3 separate regions of the Mus musculus genome follow, and regions 2 and 3 are each linked to region 1. A link is a contact called in public promoter capture Hi-C data. All regions are on one chromosome and are shown on one strand. Each heading gives the region's core, a stretch centred on a gene start, on an enhancer-like site or on the middle of the called end of the contact. The rest is flanking DNA. Distances are from core to core; before and after follow the strand shown. Region 1 holds the start of Dock5 (dedicator of cytokinesis 5). Region 2 overlaps Gm30438 (a long non-coding RNA gene). Region 3 overlaps Ppp2r2a (protein phosphatase 2, regulatory subunit B, alpha).

Region 1 (4,427 bases), core at 1,851-4,350:
AATGGAACCATCTGATATCACAAAGTGGGTGGACTTCAGTCTGCAGAGGGAAAAGAATAAACACACTGGAAGTTTCTTCCATTCCCTGCAACTCTTTTCATAAAAGCAATCAACGATTGCAAAGCCTGAAATCTCCAGAGTCCAAATTCGAACCTGAAGTTTTGGAAAGATCAAAGTGTCAATCAATTGAAATGGTTCTGGTTGAAACTAAGTTCCACTGAGTAAAAGGATTAACGCTCCTAGTGTTCATTAAGTGAAAAGAGAGAGAGAGAGAGAGAGAGAGAGAGAGAGAGAGAGAGAGAGAGGAAGGGAGGGGGAAAGAGAGAGGGAGGGAGGGAGGAAGGAAGGAAGGAAGGGAAGAAGGAAGGAAGGAAGGAAGGAAGGAAGGAAGGAAGGAAGGAAGGAAGGGAGAAAGAAAGGAGGGAGGGAGAGAGGGAGGGAGAGAGGGAGGGAGGGAGGGAGGAAGGAAGGAAGGAAGGAAGGAAGGAAGGAAGGAAGGAAGGAAGATAAAAGCCTGCTTAAAGAACAAAGATCATCACTTCCCTGCACACAGGCAACTGAGGCAACTCAGGGCAGCTCCTGCCCCAGGGCAGCCCAGACCTAAGCTCCAGACCAAGGTTGACAGCTACTAAAGGTCCAAGGGGAGTAATAGCTGAGGGGGGGGGGAGTAAGTCCTAGGAAATACTCAAAGGTAAACTTTGATCCAAAGCAGAGGATATGCACAAGGATGCTATCATGGAAGATCAACAACAAACAGAAATGACAGCTGTGATCACCAGTCGTTCAAGCCCCGGGTCATTCTTTACTTTATCCCTCACACTACAAAATCAAAATTTGTAGAGCCTATGTGCATCTTTGACTGGTAAATCAGAGAGGCCAGTAAGCTTCATAGAGAATCCCTCTCTGCTCGCACTGTCTTCCTGTTGGCGCCCCCTTCAGTTTATGTCTAGAACTCCAGCCCCTTTCACAGCAGCCTACCATCCCTGGCGTTCTCCATTAACTGGCATCCTTAGTTAGCCCTTTAGAGTCAGTCGGTTCACACCACAGCAGACACAGTTGGACAGTGTCTGGTATCCCCACCGACACAAGCCCGAGAACCTTTAGAATCTGTAACAACACAGGAAGTCCTCGTCCGGGTCATGGCCCTCCTTCGCCGGTGCCTCTTGAGCCAAGTTTCCTGTTTCGCTCAGATCACTCGCTGTCCAGGATTCTATGCCAGTTTGGAGCCTGTTAGACCTGCTTGGTGGCCTTTGTGTTTGCTGTCCATGTGGTCCAGAACACTCCCCCTTTTATCATGGGGTCATCCTCACTTCCTGTAGTTCTGCCTTTCAGTCTCCCCTTATCTCAGATGTCTTTCCAGATGTTTCTGTGTAAATCTCTGGCACCCACACTCCCCATGTTCCTGGCTAGGGTTTCTCTTTGCAGGCCTAGCCTCCTTTGGCATGCATTAATTTCAAGTCTTAACTTCTTCCAACAGCTGTGTGAAGGTAGGGGTCTCATTTACCTCACTACTGAACCTCCATTCCAGGAACAGTGCCCAACACATAGTAGGTCACTTAGGGCGGAAGGAAGAGAAATTATCTAGCTTGGGTGGTTAAGTCGATCACAACATCATTGACCTAGAAGAAGTTATTTTTGGGGAGATGGTGGAAATCTTTGTGGATGTCAGGTCTACACTGATGGAAATATGTCTTGCTGTGTATTATAAATAGATTCCTATTGGAACTTTTTTCTTTCTTTTTTTAGAGTGTTTCCTTAGCCATTTTTAATTTCTTCTTTTGAGAACTGCTTAGTACAGTAGCTCAGTTTGTAGTTTGGTTGATTGCTTCCCTATTGCTTAGAATTTTTGGTGATTTTATTTTTCTAAATATTCAGTATTAAGTATACAATGAACATGTAACTTTAAATCACAAAGGAGATAAATGACACATTATGTAATCATACTCAACTTTAAGATCTCAACTATCAAGAATAAAAACTGGCATTAAAAAAAAAGAGATGCGACTGAACCACTTTAAGAAAGATGGCTGAAGCACGGTCATAAGTACCTATTGTTTCTTTCAACCAGGACTTTAAGTTCAGAACTTACTTTCTCAGGAGGAAAACCAAGACTAATATATATATATATATATTCAGGCATGGTTTGCAAAAAGTCATCAGAGTTCACTCATCTCTAATCAAGCATTACTGTCTATTACTGTGTGTTTTAATTACATGTTCTGTTCTTGTCAGGTTCCAAACCGGCAAGAAAGCCTCCACAGACTCCAAGAACAACACAATTTCCCGCAAGAGGTATTTTTCAGATGGCGAAGCTAACTGGTTGGCTGGTTAGTCTGAAATTTTACTTCTAAGTGTGAGGTGTCCTTACTACTAAGTAGCTTTTTCATTCTGGAGGTCTCTCCAAGATGGAAGCGCGTCTCCCCGCCGGCAGAGGGCGCCAAGCGCACCCCTGTGTAGTTTAACGCACAACTGCCTTTTGGAGTCCTCAGTCCCAGGCTGAAAAAGGACAGTGGTGGGAGTTGGGGGGTGGGGTGGTGGTGGTGGTGGTAGATGTTCTGGGGTCCTCCCCACAAGGATGCCTTCTGGGCAGGGGGTCAGTTGGAAAGGGGAACCTTTTGGAGCGAACTTCTTCCCTTAGTGTGAAAGTTTGTGTTGCTGCAACTGAGGAGAAATAAATCCCTGAGTTTGGGGTTTCCGGATTAGCGCTTTGTCAACAGTGTCCTAACGGAGGGTCTTCTAGATTGGATACGTCTACTTCTGAAGCGCCCGTGTCCCTTGCACCAGTTCTCTGCGGACCTTGAAGCTCGGCTTCCGGCTCTCTCGGGGCTGCAGCAGACGCTCCCGGAGGCGAAGGCGGGAGCTCACGGCTCATTCATTCAACAAATATTTACTGAGCGTCCGGAGGCGACCGGTGACTCTCACCAGCTCCTCCTCCGCGCTCGGCGGCGCAGCAGCCCGGGAGCGCTGGGCAATCGCAGAGCCGACGCTGGGAGGACCGGGCGGGCGGCTCCGGGCTGCGGCTCCAGCCGGGCGAGGCGGAGCCGGCGGGGGAGGCGGGCGGCCCCGGGGCGCAGAGGGCGCGGCCAGCGGGAGGAGCCCGGGCGGCGCCGGGGAGGGCGCGCGGGGCTGCACGGCCGCCGGTCCCAGCAGGTGACCGCGGGCGAGCGGGCGTGCGTGCGGGGCCCCGGGCGCGAGCGAGGCGGGACGGCGTAGACGCGGCCGGCGCGCCAAAGTCGTCCAAGTTTTGCCGGAACATGGCGGAGGAGTCCGGCCGGCGCAGCAGCGCTCCGAGCACGAGTGTCTGTAGCCGCTAGCGCCGCGGGGCGAGGTCGTCGCCATGGCCCGTTGGATCCCTACCAAGAGGCAGAAGTATGGGGTTGGTGAGTGCTTGCCCCGCCCCACCCTCGCCCGAGCGCCCGGGAGTCCACTTTGGCCCCGCGGAGCTCGCGCACACTCGGCCACTCGGTCCCGCTGCTGCACCCCGGGAGTCTAGCCCGCTCTGGTGTAAAAGTGCTTTTAGGCTTGGGGACTCTGATCCTCCCCTATCCGAACCCCAACTCTAGTGGCGCACACTGTGGGAACGCGCCAGGTCCCCACTGCCGTTGGTGGCCAGCGAGGGCCGCACGTGGGACGGTGCGCTTTGCGAGTGCCCTTCCCCAGATCCCACTTGGAAGCTCCAGAGTCCCTTTCCCTCTCTCCCTCCCTCCCTGGGACTGCAGTCCGGATCGCAGTCAAAGACAAAATGGGAAGCCGAAGTTGCCAGTAGAGGTGATGGAAGAGGCAGGAAGTGTGAGGCGTGGGAAGGAGGGCAAGGGGGTCCTGGGGCTGTTTGTGAGGACACCCATCTGACCTACTGGCGTGGTTGGAGAGGTGTGACACAGCTTCCCCCCAGGGGCAGGAAGAGGGTAGGTTCCGCGCAAGCGGGTGGCGTTTGTGTTCGCAGTACCCTAGCGCTCCGTCATTGCTGAACTCTGGCCTCTAGGTTTGGATCTGAAACCTTGGCGTTGAGGGGTTGGACCCAGGTGGAAAAACTTTCCACTTTCACTTTTCATTGAGCCAGGTCAGGGAGGAAGCACTCACCTTTAGCCGGACGATTGCCAGGAGAATTAGACTTTAAATGGAGCCTCTGGAATAAACAAGTGTGTTGTGTGGGAATTTTATCACTTTCTCTCAGGTCCACTCACTTGGCGCGTTTGAAATGCAACCCCTTACTTCACTCCTGTCAGCGCACCTCTTTTCCTTCAAGTCCTGGACCCACAGGAACACTGCCTGAAATTATCAGTCTGCCGTGACAGACATGAAGTCCTATGTGCCTATGTAACCGGGACTCAGACACCGCCTTCAGTCTTTAGTATATTATAATGTGATGCAGATTGAAAGCCTGCATATGTACATTTGCAAATATGTATATATACACACACACACAC
Region 2 (4,199 bases), core at 282-2,781, 750 kb after region 1:
GAGAGGGGGAGGGAGGGAGGGAGGGAGGGAGGAAGGAAGGAAGGAAGGAAGGAAGGAAGGAAGGAAGGACCTTCAAAAAACTTGTTTGTAAATAAAATGGAGCTGGTCCTAGCTCTGGACTATACAAAGCAAGAGTCTGTCGCAGAAAATAAGAACGGGGTGGGAATGGTAGCAAGAAATGAAGTAAAGGACGGTGGGAGAGAGAAAGGAGGGTCTTACAGAAAGTCCTTTATGTTTATAAATGGAATAGACCTGGTCCTAGCTCTGAGAGTTAATGCATGGCATTCACCTACACAAATGTCCAGCAGGATATCTGAAAAACCTCCTAAGACAATATGAACTATCCTACTAGATGTCCAGCATGGCGGGTCAGCGCCACTAAATGCCAGTAAGGCTCCCCTTTATTGTGATGACCAAAAAAAAAAAAAAAAAAAAAAAAAAAAAAAAAGCCCAGGTTCAAATTGCCTTCTAGAAAGCAGCTCCGCCCCTCTTGAGAGTTAGGAGGCAGGAAGTGAAGAGAGAGCCTAGGCGGCGCCTGGGTTCTGGCCAAGGGCGTGCCTGAAGTCCTGGGGGAGCACGGGGGCAGAGGGCTCTGTAAAGCAATCAGCAGAAACCCAGATCTCCGGTAAACGGATCTAGCTGGAGGATAGAGAGTTAAAGGGAAAGGGACACATGAACTACTCGGTGAGGTTTAGTCCTGTTTTTATCCTTAACAGTGTCTCGGTTTCACGGTCGCAAAGCTCATTGCGCTCCCCTGCCAGACGGTGGAGCTAGAGAGCCTCGTACAGATCCCGGTCCACTGGGTTCAGGTTTGAGGCAGGGCTGACTCAGCCCTCCACGGATGACACAGCAGGATCGTCGACTGTGACCTGCAAGCAACAGCTTCATTTATTAAATAATTAGCTAATTCTTTTTTTTTCCCATTTAACTTTATCGACCTATTACAGGTAGGGCGATGGCATTGGAAGGTTCAGACAGAAACCACTAAGATAAGACGGGACTCTGACCCTGACTCTTAAGCAAGAAATTAAAATCTCTTGCAATCTTCTAAGTGTCCCTAGGCAACACGCCCAGTGGAGCTGCCCTAGTCCCCTCCTCCTCCCTGCGGACAGCCAGGACTTCTACAGGAGGTGGAACACAAGCAGTCACGCAGTGGCTCCGCCCACTTCCTAGCCAATCACTGCACAGCCTTCTCCCTCCTTCCTGGAGGCAGGCACCCGAAGGATGTCGACGCGTTTAAACAAGCCATTTCAAAGGTTTAAGGGCTTGGGAGGTAGTGACTTCCACAGGATGCTAGAGGGTCCTGGTTGCAGTTGTGATTCTAAAGCTGGCACTGTTGGAAAAAAACGTAGTTGGTAGATAAGCTGGTGGAGGTGGATTGTTTACCTCCTGAGGCTCTGTGCGCACATCGCAGGCACAAAAAACGGAATGGAAAACCTCTATTGTCACCTTTTCTACCTCTTTGGAGGTGGGGGCAAAAGGCTACCTGATGCCAGTGTTGTTTGGTGAACCGTTCAACCATCCCTCCCAGCAGTTGCAGAACTCTACTTTCTGGACTCCTGGCAGCTGCCAGGCATCTCCGTGCCATATACTAGATTCTGGCCTGCAAGAGCCAAGTCTGGTTAGTCCTTGCAAGCTGAGCCCTTTCTGTACTGTAATCAATGCAATGGTGAGTCCTCTGGACTAATAACCAGGGCAACTACACCACCAACATCATCAACATCATCTTCACCACCACCCATCCACCCACACACGCTTTTACAGCATCTCACTCGATCCAGGCCACACCTGGCCAGGCAGGTGCCCTTGTTATGCCCATTTTACAGATAAGGAAATAGGAGGCTCAAGTCACCTGCCTGGAATGCAGCAGAACCACTCTCAGCAAATCCCTTACAAAGGCAACCTAATTTGGTTCACAGTTTAAAGGGGGGCGGGGGAGCCGGGATGTGTCAAGCACGGTGGGGAAGGCACAGCAGCAGGAAGGTAAGACAGCTAGCTGGTCCTGGGTATGAGTGCTTTGCCTGCCTGCATGTGGTTGACATGCATGCAGTGCCTGCACAGGCCAGAAAAGGGTGTCGGATCCCTGGAACTGGAATTAGAAGGTTGTGAATTGCCATATGTGTGCTAGCATCCAAACCCAGGTCCACATACTGCAACTGACCCTGGAGCTCAGTGCTTCAGCTAGTCTGGCCACTCAGCTTGCTCCGGGGATTCTCTGTCTCTGCCTCCCACCAGTGATGAGGTTATAGGCAATCGCTTTATCCACTGAGCCATCTCCACAGCCCCACACTTCAGCTATTTTAAACCGCCAAACCTTTGATACCTTTTTGTGGCAGCCAAGAGGACAGTGCCCAGCGGTGCTGCTGTGTCTGGGCAGACACCATGAGTCTGGATGTGGGAGTCTAAAAACAGCCACCATCCACTGTCAGGTACATGGAATGTTACTGTTTGCATGAAACCCAAAACCGGTGAGGACAAGAACAACAGATTGTTCTTGTCCTAGTTAGGGTTATCATTGCTGCGATCAAACACCACAACCAAAAACAATGTGGGGAGGAAAGAGTTTACCTGGCTTGCACTTCTCCTGCACTGTTCATGGAAGGAAGTCAGAGTAGAAAATCAAACAGGGCAGGAACCTGGGGGCAGGAGCTGATGCAGAGGTCATGGAGGAGTGCTGCTTGCTGGCTTGCTCCTCATGGCTTGCTCAGCTTGCTTTTTTCTAGCACTCAGGAGCTCCAGCTGAGAGGTGGCACCACCCACAAGGGTCCAGGCCCTCCCCTATGAAACTCTAATTATGAAAATGTCTTCCAGTCTTGGGCACAGCCTGATTGTATGGAGGCATTTTCTCAATCGAGGTTCCTTCCTCTCAGATACCTTAAGCTTCTATAAGTTGACATAAAGCAATCCAGGCAACTCCTCTCTCTTCCATCCTCCCAACCTCTTTCTTGTCTGTTTTGTGCCCAATGTCTGCGTGTGAGAGGGGTTTCTGTGAGGGAAGGAATAGAGAGTGGGGAGCTTAGGAGCAAGCCGTTAGTAACGAAAAGGAACTATGTGAACTTGAAGTGGTATCTTCATCTCTGCATGCCCTGCTCGACCACAGCATCTTCCTTTATGTATCTAGGCAGAAATAGAAGTAGTTCAACCCCAACAGTCTTAGCAGTCCTCTGATGATGCTTCAGAAGCACTTACAGCTGCTGCAGATGTCCTAACTGGTAGGCGCGCAACCATTACTTTAAATATAGTGTGCACTACACGGGCTATGACATCTGGTAATTTAACGTGCTGATAACAAAGTAAATATGTGACCAGTGTGACTCATGCTTAAACCGCCTCTTCTGTATGGCTTCCTTCCGTAATTCTATTACTGTTCATGCATTTAAAAGTCTCATTTAGGAAAGAGGTCAAAGGTGACAAAGAAGTTGTGAACTAAACCCTTGTGAGGCATTTAAAACGGGGTCTGCTGCATAGTTGTTCCTTGATAGCTGAATCCATGATCCCCAAAGATACCAAACTGTAGATAGTCAAGTCCACTTCCCTTCCTGTTTTAAAATTTCTTTTTAACGGTGTCTTTTTGTTTATGTAAATGTGCATGACTGTGTATGTGTCTTATGTAGTGTAGGTGCCCGTGCGGACCAGAAGAGGGCACTGGAGTTACAGATGGTTGAGCCTGTCTCTGTGTTTGTAATATGCAGTGTATGTGCCTGTGCAGAGCAGAGAGGGCACTGGAGTTACAGGTGGCTGTGAGCTACCAACAAGGGTCCTGACAACTTGAATCTCTACAGGAAGTGCTCATAAGTGACAAGATATATCCCCTCTCTAGCCTTTATATTTAAAAAAATAAATAAGAGTAACTATCACCTACACATATTCTTCCGCATGTTTTATTAATAAATCATGTCTAAGTGACTAATAAGATCTAATTCAATGTAAGAACTAAATGGGAATAATTGTTATACTGGATCACTTAGGAAATTATACCAAAGAAAATATCTGTACCTAGGAGGCTGGGAATCTCCTGATGTTGTGTGTCTCTTTGCAGCCTTGCTTGATTTCTTTTATTTTGTTGGCTTTTTTAAAAAGAATTATTGATTTTATGTATGTGAGTATGATGCAGCTGTCTTCAGACACACCAGAAGGGGGCATCAGATCCCATTACAGATGGTTGTGAGTCACTATGGGAATTGAACTCAGGACCTCTG
Region 3 (4,495 bases), core at 445-2,944, 860 kb after region 1:
TTGGTTGGTTTTGTTTTTGTTTTTGTTTTTTCCTGGTAGGTTTTAACTTGAAAGGTTCTGACTGTCTTTAAGGAGAGGGAAAAGTGGAAGTGAGGTTTTAAATATCTGTATGATGATAATTACTGGTAGGCTGTATGTCTTTGGATATTTCGTACCTGCAGACTTGTTTTTAATACACTACCAACTATTGGAGGCCAATTTGGTTCCAAATCTGTGGGCTCAGTGGTAGTTACATAGGGAGTTATGATGCCAGCCTCGGGAACCATCTCTGTGTTTATAAGCGTAAACAGAACAGAGCTCAGTTTTAATTGCTATGTTTTCTTCTTCCAGGAGCTGGAGGAGGGAATGATATTCAGTGGTGTTTTTCTCAGGTGAAAGGAGCAGTAGATGATGACGTAGCAGAAGGTAAGACATTTTAACAGTGACGACTATCGACTTAAAAGTCCTGGGTGCTGAAGGAACTCAGTGTTTTGTGTTTGCTTTCTGAGAGGTGGGATGATAGCTTTAAAAAAAATCACCTTTCTGAAAAGTCTGTATATCTTCTTATGTCTTGCTTATCTTTTTTTTTTTCATTGAGTTAATGAAGTAGATGTCCAGCAGTCAGTGCTCTAAGGTTTGTGTGACTAAGGTGTCTTTGTTACATACATTCTACATATAAATGACTGGTCTTCATGTTTATGTGTTATTTTTCGATAAAACAGAGAAACAGAGGCCAGCAGCTCTTAGCTCAGAACCGCTCCCAGCAGCACCTCTTACTCTGTGGGGGGCTCTGGTTCTTTTGAACTCCACTGCTTTGGGATGTGGCACTGGTCGACATGGCTGCTGGTCCACATGATTCACTTTACTGTGCTGCAGGGATTTGTGCGTGTGGTTAAGACAGATAAGATAGAACAAATTACTGTGGGGACTTTTTTTGAGATAGAAACTTGCTAATTTATTTCAGAACGTATCTAAAGTTTTGAAATGTCAAGGTCTTGCGTGCAGTCTGAGGTGATCTTTTGTGATAGAGACAAATAATCTCAAAAGGGATTCTTTGCTCAGAAATATTTAATATAGTTTGTGGACTCTGTGTGTGTATGTGTGTGTATTTGAGAGGGAGAGGATGTGTGTGTGTCTGTCTGTCTGTCTGTGTCTGTCTGCCTGTCTGTCCCTAGCTGGCTTTGAATTTGCTATGTAGACTAGGTTGTTCTTGAATTCGGAGATCCATCCGCCTGCCTCTGCCTCCCCAATAAAGTTAGTGGGATTTTTCTAAATAGAAGTCAAAGAAGAGTATGTATTTCTGGTTGTCTGAAAATGTGTACCCCTTTCTTTAGGTGTGGAACCTTTCCTTGTGGTTCTCCTCTGCTGCCATAGAGTGCTGTGCTGAGGATTTCTTTTCAGGTGGTGGTAGGCCAAAGACTGTTGACTAGGAGATGCTTGTGTGGTGACATTTGTCTCCAGTGTGTGCGTGGTGTGGTGAGTCCTGTAGAAAGTCATTGGCACACTTGTGCTTCCAGCCTCTGTTACCTTTGTTTTCTGGTGGTCCTTATTCCTTTCTCACATGAGAGACTGGAAACTTGGAAAGAATTAAAGGGTTTAGAGTGACTCAGTGATGGTCAATCGGTGCTGCTTTTCTGTGGAAATAAATCCTGTGTTGGAGGGAGGAGTCTCGAATTCCTGATTTTGTAACTCCATTACCTGTTGAGTAGTAGGCACTCAGGTATTGGATCCTCGGTTCTGTGCGGTTGTGTAATACTTGGCATGTTATGAAAGTGCTCTCTACTTGGAAAACATTTCTTGGTTGCACTGTTTATTCCCTTATCAAACAAAGGTCTCCTGAATGTTGAGAACGGGTGTGTGGTGTCTAGAACATAAGCTGTCTACCCTTAAGAAACTCTGTTTACTTCTTGTTAATCATGGGGAGAAAGAAGACTTCACTCAATCAGAAGAAATAGATTTTCTAAACTGAATATCAATTACTTAACCAAAACAAGTGATAGTTTGTGCTACTTCACACATATACAGAATATATGTGATGGATCAGTTTTAATTCTTCCTTGTATGTCAGTTCTTACTAGCTTCACTTTGCTCCCTATTGATTAAATAACTTCCTAGGGTATATGTAGTGACAGTGTGCTCCTACTTGGAGTGCGCGCTTCAGAAAGAACATAACTTGTTAGTGCTGTGTCTTCACAAGTACATGCGCAGCATTGTTTTCAAGTTACACTGCTTTGATTTGCAGTCTCAGAAACTACTTGGTATACTTCTGTCTGCTATGTTTATTAAGGGGAAGTTTTGCTTTTCTAATGCAGAATATGATTATTGTACATGGCCCATAGGTAGGGATTACAATCTTTAAATGGTTGCTAGCTCCACCCTTAGACTGCCTGCTTTTTGTTAATGATGCATTCTGATTTTTTTTATTTTTGCTATTAGTAGCTTATGATGTCTGATCGTGCCCTTGTAGCCAGCAGCAGCCAGGACATGCTGATTTATTTGTGTAATGCGTTTATCTTCTATACCTGCCTTGGAACCTTGTTTTGGAGATGGTTTCTCTGTAGTTCTGGCTGTCCTGGGACCAGGCTGGCTTTGAACTCAGATCTACCTGCTTCTGCCTCCACAGTGCTGGGATTAAAGGTGTGGTGGCTACCATGCCCAGCTGCATTAACTTCTTAAATAGGGACCACTTTCTTCCTGTGTTGTACTTCTAATTTTAAATACAATCCTGGTTTGTCTTCTTTCTTGGAAATTTTCAGTGGATCATTGGATCCACTGGATTAGAAACTAGATTTCAGCAGGCAAACTATGACATTTCTTTAGTATGTTCCTCTTAAGCTATTAAGGGGCTACTAAACTGATACTGTACAAGCAAACACTATGCATTCTACTTTGGAATGTTTTTGCTATTCTTGGGATTGAACCCTAGCCTTGTGCATGCTAGGCAGATGCTACACCACTTAGCTACATCCCCAGTCTGTTAATCCCATTGATATGTCAGACATCCTCCTACAATTGTTCCTTAGTCAGAATCCCACTCACCCTCAGTCACACTATAACCTTCTAATTACCTCCTGTGGAAATCATTTTTAAAATCTATTTTACATTACTTTGTTAAATAAGTATATTTAGTACCTTGAGTCTCCACTGTTACACTTTAAGCCTAGTGACAAAGATCTTTGTTTCTCCGAAAATGTCATATGTAAACTGCTTGGCCTAGAACAACACCTGGCATACAGTAGGCATTGGATATCTTGAGTGTCAGTGTTCCTGTTGCTAGGGTTTTTAAAGGGGAAGCAGAGAGATAGAAGGTCTAGGATAGTAGAGGTGAACTTCTGAAGAGGTCTTTCTGTTTCTTGTTTGCAGCTTTATAATGCAGAGAAGGGTCCAACAATTTAGAGTCTGTTGCTCTGCCTTGAGCCTTTCTGGGTTCCTGTACTTAGCCATAAAATGAATGGGACTGGATGAAGTGATTTCTGCTGTTTCTTTCTGCTTTTGTTAGTTCTCAGATGTCAGAAGGAGGTAGCGCCATATTCTTACTACTGATAGTTGTTTTAAGATGGTTACTCAGTAGGGACCTTAATTAAGAATAATGTCTTTACTGGACTGACTTTTCAAGGCTTAGGAGTTTTATTAGGTATACAAAACAGAGTTTGACACTCAGCTACAGGCTCTTGCTATCTTTGCCTTTTTGGTCTTTAAGGCAAGGCAGGACACTTATATGCTAAGTTACTGTTTCATCTACACAGGTCTGCAGGCATGCAGCCTGTGTGTTTTACCTTTGGAATAGCATCCTGAGAAGAAGTTGAGGTACTAAATTCTGTCATTCTAGTTTTTTTATGTCATGGAGTTCTCAAACTCTGTGAGGTCACCATAACACTACGCATTTTAAGTTTTTAATTTTTCTTGACTTGTAACTTTCTGTTTTGAGTTGGTAAGAGCACAGACTCAGGTCTTAGGCTGAAGTTTGCATCTTCCTTAGTCATTATTCACTGTGGTGTTGGGCAAATCAGTTCACCCAGTGAACTCCATTATAAAAGGTTTACTAAAAACCCCGACTTAGTGGGTTTTTGATGTTTAAATGAATGCATAACTATTTAAAAACCCACTACCTTGCTCATAAGAATAGACAGGCTTGTTTTGTTTTAGAGACATAGTTTTAATGAGTAGTCCCTGGGTGACCTGGAACTTGCTCACTATTCTTGAACTCACAGAGCTCCACCTCCACCTGGCTCTTACGTGCCACCATACCTGGCCTGTTGGTTTTTGAGACTATCTTTCGTGGCTTGGAACTCTCTTTTTTTTTATGTGGTATAGTCTTTGCTGGCATGGAACTCAAGTTCTTCTTGCTTCCGTGCTAATGCTTCAGGTGTACATGAGCATGCCTTTCTTGTAAGTCATGTAAAGATGTATGTTTATTTCAGTGCTTAGAGCAAGCAAGGGATAATTAGAGTGAAGAAACTGGGGGTTGTCTTACTATTTTATGTGTTGATGTTTGTACATCTTTGTATTGAGTGTG

The links. Promoter capture Hi-C pulls out the DNA fragments that hold promoters and counts their contacts.
Region 2: a promoter capture Hi-C map of liver shows a contact between it and region 1, with 2.9 times the contacts expected there. The contact joins the enhancer-like site here to the promoter of Dock5 in region 1. A contact is called at or near these places in 5 of 39 promoter capture datasets (the 3T3-L1 cell line, the C10 cell line, cranial neural crest and 2 more), 1 of 15 datasets of contacts at CTCF or cohesin (large pre-B cells), 2 of 484 Hi-C or Micro-C datasets (embryonic fibroblasts and embryonic stem cells), 2 of 115 datasets of contacts at active chromatin or transcription factors (forebrain and pancreatic cancer cells) and 1 of 9 other capture datasets (adipose tissue).
Region 3: a promoter capture Hi-C map of liver shows a contact between it and region 1, with 2.8 times the contacts expected there. The contact joins the enhancer-like site here to the promoter of Dock5 in region 1. A contact is called at or near these places in 6 of 39 promoter capture datasets (the 3T3-L1 cell line, cranial neural crest, liver and 3 more), 1 of 484 Hi-C or Micro-C datasets (cranial neural crest), 3 of 115 datasets of contacts at active chromatin or transcription factors (embryonic limb bud, forebrain and pancreatic cancer cells) and 1 of 9 other capture datasets (liver).

The regions. Positions count from the first base shown.
Region 1 is chr14:67,932,245-67,936,671 of GRCm38.p6, reverse strand. Dock5 (dedicator of cytokinesis 5) reads left to right here and starts at 3,100. Exons shown (of 52, transcript NM_177780.3): 1 at 3,100-3,380. The coding sequence starts at 3,338.
Region 2 is chr14:67,185,468-67,189,666 of GRCm38.p6, reverse strand. Gm30438 (a long non-coding RNA gene) reads right to left here. Exons shown (of 8, transcript XR_874742.2): 8 at 455-869. Among named protein-coding and RNA genes, the nearest start is that of Gm30806, 14 kb to the left of the region's middle. Within about 2 kb of position 1,531, at least 261 of the 459 cell types and tissues checked have an H3K27ac peak or open chromatin away from gene starts, as enhancers often do. A contact at or near this core is called in adipose tissue, embryonic fibroblasts, embryonic stem cells and 4 more, where this site is marked.
Region 3 is chr14:67,066,145-67,070,639 of GRCm38.p6, reverse strand. It overlaps Ppp2r2a (protein phosphatase 2, regulatory subunit B, alpha), which reads left to right. Exons shown (of 10, transcript NM_028032.3): 2 at 331-405. Among named protein-coding and RNA genes, the nearest start is that of Ppp2r2a, 4.1 kb to the left of the region's middle. Within about 2 kb of position 1,694, at least 7 of the 459 cell types and tissues checked have an H3K27ac peak or open chromatin away from gene starts, as enhancers often do. A contact at or near this core is called in liver, where this site is marked.